2 separate regions of the Mus musculus genome follow, and region 1 is linked to region 2. Evidence: chromatin contacts called from public Hi-C data. All regions are on one chromosome and are shown on one strand. Each heading gives the region's core, a stretch centred on a gene start, on an enhancer-like site or on the middle of the called end of the contact. The rest is flanking DNA. Distances are from core to core; before and after follow the strand shown.

Region 1 (3,394 bases), core at 831-3,330, 340 kb after region 2:
AGCCTACAAAAACTGAGCAAGCCAGAAAGTATCTTATGAAATAAAACACACAGCTCAGAGCTTTATATTTTTTTCTTTATTGAGAAACTCAGATGCTGAAAGGAGACTAAATGTGTCCATTTGATATTATTTAAGTTCATCCTGGGCTCCCACCCCCTTGGCCACACTTCCACCACATCTACATTCTGGTCCTCAGAGGAAGCCATTGGCACTCTGGAGCTGAGTTCTCTGTGCGTGCCATTTTATGATCACCCTAGGATTCCATTTTTTTACCTACAGATGAGGAGCCTAGGGCAACAGACTAAAGAGTATTGCTGAGGTGGCCACCACTGCAACGGGAGCATGCTTCTTGGCTGCCACATCATACTGGTCCAGAGTTACTGCCTGGTGCAATGTAACCCAAGGTGTGGGGCTTCCCATCAGGCTGCAAACACTCTGTAGGGGAAGCCTGAGATGGATGAGGAGGGCTGCTGCCGCCATGCTAATAGATTATCTCAACAGCTCATCTCTGAGGAGAACAGAAGGCCATGAGGTGAGATCTGAGGAGTGAGCACTGCACAGTGGGACAGGAAGAAGGGATGACAATGGGGAAGCCATTACAGTATTCCTGTCAGACGTGACAAAATCCAGACTGGGGTTGTGGAGACAGAGTAGAGACTTATGGGAAGGCCTGTGACACTGACAGAACTTGCAGAGGCCATGTTGATGAGAGGCAAGGATTCTAGATGCCTCCTGGGTTCTGACCCAGCTACCAGAAGAGGATGAAAAAAAGCAGAAGAGGAAGAAGGAGATGAGGGCTGCAAATCCTGATGGGAGCTGTAACCATCACCATGGAGACCGGAATCAGATGGGTACCGCAGTTTAGGACGTGGGATGAACACACCAGTGAAGCTCATGCAAGCAGAGGCCCCACTCTGCCAGACACTGACACTCCCTACAGATTGGGTAGAAAGAGCCAGCCATGTTTACAGCAAGCTTGCTCTCAGTTTGATATTTTATTGGCTAAGTCTAGAAGGTCACAGAATGGAGGAACAGGAAACTTGGGAGACTCTAGATGACCATTGAAAAAGTTAGGGTGAATGCTAGATGATTTTTTGAAACCTGCTCATATGTTCCAGATTCCTCGGTTAATCAACACAATATGATTCGTCCTGTCTGTGACCCAAGAAAGAAAAGTATCATTCCTGATGTTGTGGTGTTGGCGAGTGTTTCATGACCAAAGCCAGATGGCTCTACAAACAACATTGTCCAAAGGGGTGTGAAGCAGGCTTCCAGCTGAAACCAGCCAGGTGGCTTCCTCGGATAGGATTGCGGCAGGGAACACTTGCAAGGCTTGCCCTGGCTTGGCTCCCATTGTTAGCTTGGTGCCAGGTCCTAGGAATGTGCTTCTTAAAGTCAAAGGGGCTTCTCTTTTCTTTTAACAGTCTCCCCCAGCTGATGTCTCTGTGAGCAGACATGTGCTCTGAGCTCTGTGGTGGTTTTATTTTAGATTTTATGCATTCCTAACCCTCCTTTCTGTCCCCGCGTCTCTTCAGTCACAGGTGCTATAAGTGACAAGAAATGTTTGAATCCATCCCAGCATACCCTGCAGGTCATTTCCTCGAGTACTGAACTGGTTTTGTAAGCACTCCAATTACTGGGAGAGCCCCACGTGCCCTGGGGCATATGGGCCAGCTGAGAGTCCAGTCCCTGTCCACACCGCAGGGTACATGACATGTCAAAGTGGAAGGAACATCCCCGCCTGTGCTCCTGCGGTGTGGGGCAGGGGAGGGGAGCAAGACCTTATCTCAACTCTGCTGACAGCCCCAGGGCTTGGCTTTCTTTTTTTAAAAGCTGCCTCTGTTCATGCACGTGTGCTCCCATTCCCAATGAGTTTTCAAACCCTTGGCATTTGCTTTAAAGGTAAGTCTGCTTTGAAGACTGGTGGGAATCTCAATCACGTTCCTATTCACAGTCAAGAAGGGAGTGGGAGCTAAAAATACCAGCGTTTCGGATTTCTTTCTCTCTTCTGAAGCACTGGAGAGAACCTCACCAGGTTCTCTAAGGGAGTCGGGGAGAATGTCTGACTCCCCTGCACCCACGCTGACACCCCGTGGCAGTGCCATCAGCCCGTTCCAAATGCCCACAGACCTCTCAACGGGGTGCTCGCTATAAGACTCCAAGGCCATTTTTCTAAGCATGGAAAATGAAGACTCCTAAATACATTACATATTTAACAAGCAAGACAATTTGGCTTTGGAAAAAAGTCTCAGAGCCACCAGGACGTTCAGACTATTAAAAGCCAAATGAGCTGACTAGTATCATCCACTCTGTGTGGAGCCTTGACACCAAGCAGTTCTTAAGTTATTAGCATGACGTTGCGGCTCGAGAGCACTGGCATTACGCTCAGACCCATGCTCATTAGTGATTGGCTCATTCTGCCCGTGCCTGGGCTCGGTTGATGAGGCAGGCAGGTGGATATCACATGGTGAGGTATTTTACCTTAAAAGCCACTGGGAACATAGATACTGATTTACCATTGATGACTTCTGGGTGAATCAGTCTTTTCCAAATCAAGAAATGTTCCTTTAAAGCAGAAAAGCAGAAAAAAAAAAGGAAAAAAGAAAGAAAAGAAAAAATCTGAAATCTGCCAGCTTTTTCTTTTTTCCTCTTAAAACCAGATCTGTCTTTTGGAATCAGATTTAAATTAAGACCAGATGACTTACTCTGCCAACATCTCATTAAAACAGAGATACCTTAAGAAGGCCAGAAGTGTGGACGTTGCGGCTGTGTGCAAACTGACCTCCCATCCCTGGCCTTTTCTCTGTCCAGGCAAAGGCAGCTAACTGGTAAAGCCTTATCTTTCTTATCCATTAGGGTCAGGTTGCCCCTTGGCAATGTGGGCTGGCATTCTGATTAACAGGCTGGCTGGCCATCCATGGCCAAGGTAAGAACCATTTGGTAGGACCATATCGAAAGTAATTATTAAAGTTAATTAACAGGAAGCTTAATTAACTTACTAGCCACCCAGCAGTGGAGGAACTGTTAAAAGGTCACCTCGGGACCAGTCCTCCCTCTGCTATCTTATTTCAGTTCAAAGACAAAGTAAGAGAAATATTTACCAAGTAAAACTGAACAAAAAGAAAAATTGCTGAAGATCGTAGGCACCATGGTAACACTCGGTTTCGAGAGCCTCAGTGCCTCCAGAAGACAAGCGATAATGATAACAATTTCTGGAAAATTGTATTAGATAATGCTTGCCACCGAGGCTTAAGCGACTCAGCCATTGTTCCCTTGAGTTAAACTTATTTATTCCTTTCATTTGAAATCCTGGGGGGGATAAACTCATCCAGATGAAAACAAGTGGCTTTTTGGGATAAATTGCTTAAGAGTTTTTGCCAGTGCAGCAGACATG
Region 2 (3,094 bases), core at 365-2,864:
GGTGCTCAGGGGGTTCAGAGATGAAAAGGTCATAGCTGTGACTTCTAAAATTGACCAGTAAGTGTAATGGATGAAGAACCAAGCTGAAGACACCTGCAGACTAGTGAAATTTGACCAGTCAGGTTGTAGACTGGCCTAGAAAAAGAAGTGTGTGTCAGGAAGGCTTTGTGTCAGTGACACACAGTCTGAACCTACTAACTTATAAGGAAGGCTTTGTGTCAGTGACACACAGTCTGAACCTACTAACTTATAAGGAAGGCTTTGTGTCAGTGACACACAGTCTGAACCTACTAACTTATAAGAAGAGTTTATTTCAGCTCAGGGTTTCAGGGGTTTCTGTTCCCTGCTGGTTGGATCACTTGCTTTGGGCCTTGTGGTGAGGGCCACATGGTAGAGTAAAGCTAAGAAGGAAAGAGGCAGGACCTGGGCTTCAACATGCCCCTCAAGGAACCCCCCAAAACTTAACTTCTTCTCAATTGGGTCCAACATGACCTTCAAGGACACACCCCCAGTGACATAACTTCCTCCTGCTGGATGTCTCCCATACTAGTTCAGCTACTTTCTTTTCTTTTTTCTTTTTCTTTGTTTTGCAAAGGATCCCCTATTTATTAGCAGGATTTTTTTTTTCCTAAAAACACAAACATGAGACCTGAGCATGGTACCCAGAGTGACTCGGCCCTTCGGATGGGGAGACACCAGGACATAAGCTGTGGGGCTTTCCTTTCACCCCAAGTTTTAGCTTCCTCACTCACTCCGGGGCTCCCACACTACCCATGACAAGGAAAGGAAACCACTAAGATTCCCAAGCACAGGAAGGTCACAACCACCTTAAGGCTGCTGATGCTGACTGCCCCATGTTTCAGTCTGTAACTCTAGCGTATCAGAACCCACCGTCAGACAGCTGCTCCACTGACCCTCGCTGTCCTGACCAGCTAGCCTCCAGCCGGGCTTCTGCACACCACAGAGCATGTGCGCTAACGTCCACTTGCAGTGTCTGTGTTCAAGTATAAAGTTTCGTTCAGGACAGACCACGTCACTATAGTGCTTAAAACTCTGTAGTATCTACTAGGGTCACACTCTTCGACAGGTTTCAAAGGTGGCACAATCCATGAGCAAGTACTGGCAACTGTCCCACACCACCAGACTTGTTCTCCATCCAATATGACACCACCACAGTCAAGGCTAAAATCTCACATCAGTAATGACATGGCCAGACTTTCAATAACTGGGCCTTTGAGGACATTGACTCAAGTCCCAATACAGGGAAAGGCAGGCCACTCTGTCTGAGCAATGTGACTAGGGGTCAGAGAAAAGCTAGGAGGTCAGGGAGGAAGAAAAACTGGCAAAATGGGAAGGGAAATTAATAGCTTCCTCTAGATCATGAACTTGTCTTTCATCTTTATGATTGGATTCTTGGGTTCCAGAACAGTGTCTGGAACATGTCAGATGTTCAAGAAACTAGTGACTGGATTTTCTTTTCTTTCCTTCTTTTCCTTTTTTTCTCTTTGGACTGGCCACTTGCTGAAAGGAATCCTGCCCCAGCCCCTCTATACTGCCCCCCCCCATGGCATTAGGCAGGTATATCTTGGGAATTTGGACCATCTGTTTGGGGCTCCATGGAAAGAGTACACCAGATGGATCCCAGGTCTATTTTGGTCTTCACTTTGCATGTTTCCTCCTTCCCTGCATCCCATGCAGATGGATACTGTCAGGTTATTTATAGCAGGAGTTTACATACAATAATGGAACAGTTGTCCTAATCCCAATGCCAATCGGATAACTTTGGTTTTGCATTCTTCAGAGGACCTGCGTCAATCACGGTATTAATACACGTGGTACTGAGACTGCTTCCCTGTAGGATCTAAGGCCATTGGATTAGATCGCCTTCCCTGAGTCGGCTCTCTCCTTGATGTGGAACTCAGTCATTTTGTGTGCAGCATTCCCTGTGGGCTTTAGGAACAGCCCATCCACAGATGTAGACACTGTAAATAAAATGAAGTTCTGGAAAACTGAACTCAGTGGGATATTAAATAATTAATACACATAGACAAGAATGCAAAGTTGGTTCTTCATACAAAGGCAATTATAATTTGGTGATTTATACTAATGGATAATTTAAGACATTTCATTCATCCATTGTGGGTTGGTCCTGTTGCTATTGGGTTTGTGGAGAGGGAGCTCATCATGGTGGGCGTTTATAGCAGACTAACATGTACTTAGGGTCTGCCCTAAACATTAATGTGCATTCATGTGATGCAGTAGTATACAGCTATGAAAAGGTGCATACCAGGCAATATTTAATAGTATGAAAATGGCTACCATACACAATGAAAAATTTTAGGCTGTTTCATATGCACAAATGCATACATATGATTTAATCTTAATTGTTAATGCCCAGATAAGAAGACAGAAATCGAAAGACTGTGGGTGGCATATTTATTGTTCCTAATTTTCTGTTTTCAACAATATTTTTATAGTAAACATTTAGTATTTTTTTCTTTTTTTTTTCTTTCTTTTTTTTTTTTTTTTTTTTTTTTTGCCTAATCTAGAAAGAAATCTGTCATGGATGCTGTTTTAAAGAGTAGTCCTCCTGGTGTCTTCCAGGGTAGAGGTTTTATATCTGAATTAATACTAGAGACTAGCTAAAGGCAATCCACTATTGAAAAGGGAAAATACAAAGTTGGTAGTGCTGGTCTGTAAAGCAGGTATTTTAAAGGCCACTCTTAATTTAATCTCAAAAGGAAAAAGACAGATAGTGTTTTCTCTTCAGAGCTTTATCAATCAGGTTTGAACATGATCCAAGCATCTTGAATGTGCCCTAAAGCACGCCTATAAAGAGACACACATATGGGCAGAACACGAACTCTCCAGATTCTGGAAATTGCTAGTGTTTTAAGGTTGGTCATCTAATAAGTTTCTCTAGGAACTGAGCCCAACCAATGGCAGTGAAGGAATAACAGGACAGTTTTGGGGAGAGGCAGTTCCTGGAACAAGCCGAGGCCAGACTTCTGCTCAAACTCATGCTTTCTGCAGTCTCAAGCTTCTTCGCAATTCAGGTGTTTGCAGAAGCCTCTGCATGGCGCACAGCCTTATG

The links. Hi-C and Micro-C count contacts between places; a contact is called where the count stands out from the background.
Region 1: a Hi-C map of cerebellar granule neurons shows a contact between it and region 2, with 2.3 times the contacts expected there. The contact joins two enhancer-like sites. A contact is called at or near these places in 2 of 484 Hi-C or Micro-C datasets (cerebellar granule neurons and forebrain) and 1 of 115 datasets of contacts at active chromatin or transcription factors (neural progenitor cells).

The regions. Positions count from the first base shown.
Region 1 is chr3:85,376,846-85,380,239 of GRCm38.p6, forward strand. No RefSeq gene overlaps it. Among named protein-coding and RNA genes, the nearest start is that of Gm52637, 7.5 kb to the right of the region's middle. Within about 2 kb of position 2,081, at least 41 of the 459 cell types and tissues checked have an H3K27ac peak or open chromatin away from gene starts, as enhancers often do. A contact at or near this core is called in cerebellar granule neurons, where this site is marked.
Region 2 is chr3:85,040,682-85,043,775 of GRCm38.p6, forward strand. No RefSeq gene overlaps it. Among named protein-coding and RNA genes, the nearest start is that of Gm30991, 6.9 kb to the right of the region's middle. Within about 2 kb of position 1,615, at least 10 of the 459 cell types and tissues checked have an H3K27ac peak or open chromatin away from gene starts, as enhancers often do. A contact at or near this core is called in cerebellar granule neurons, where this site is marked.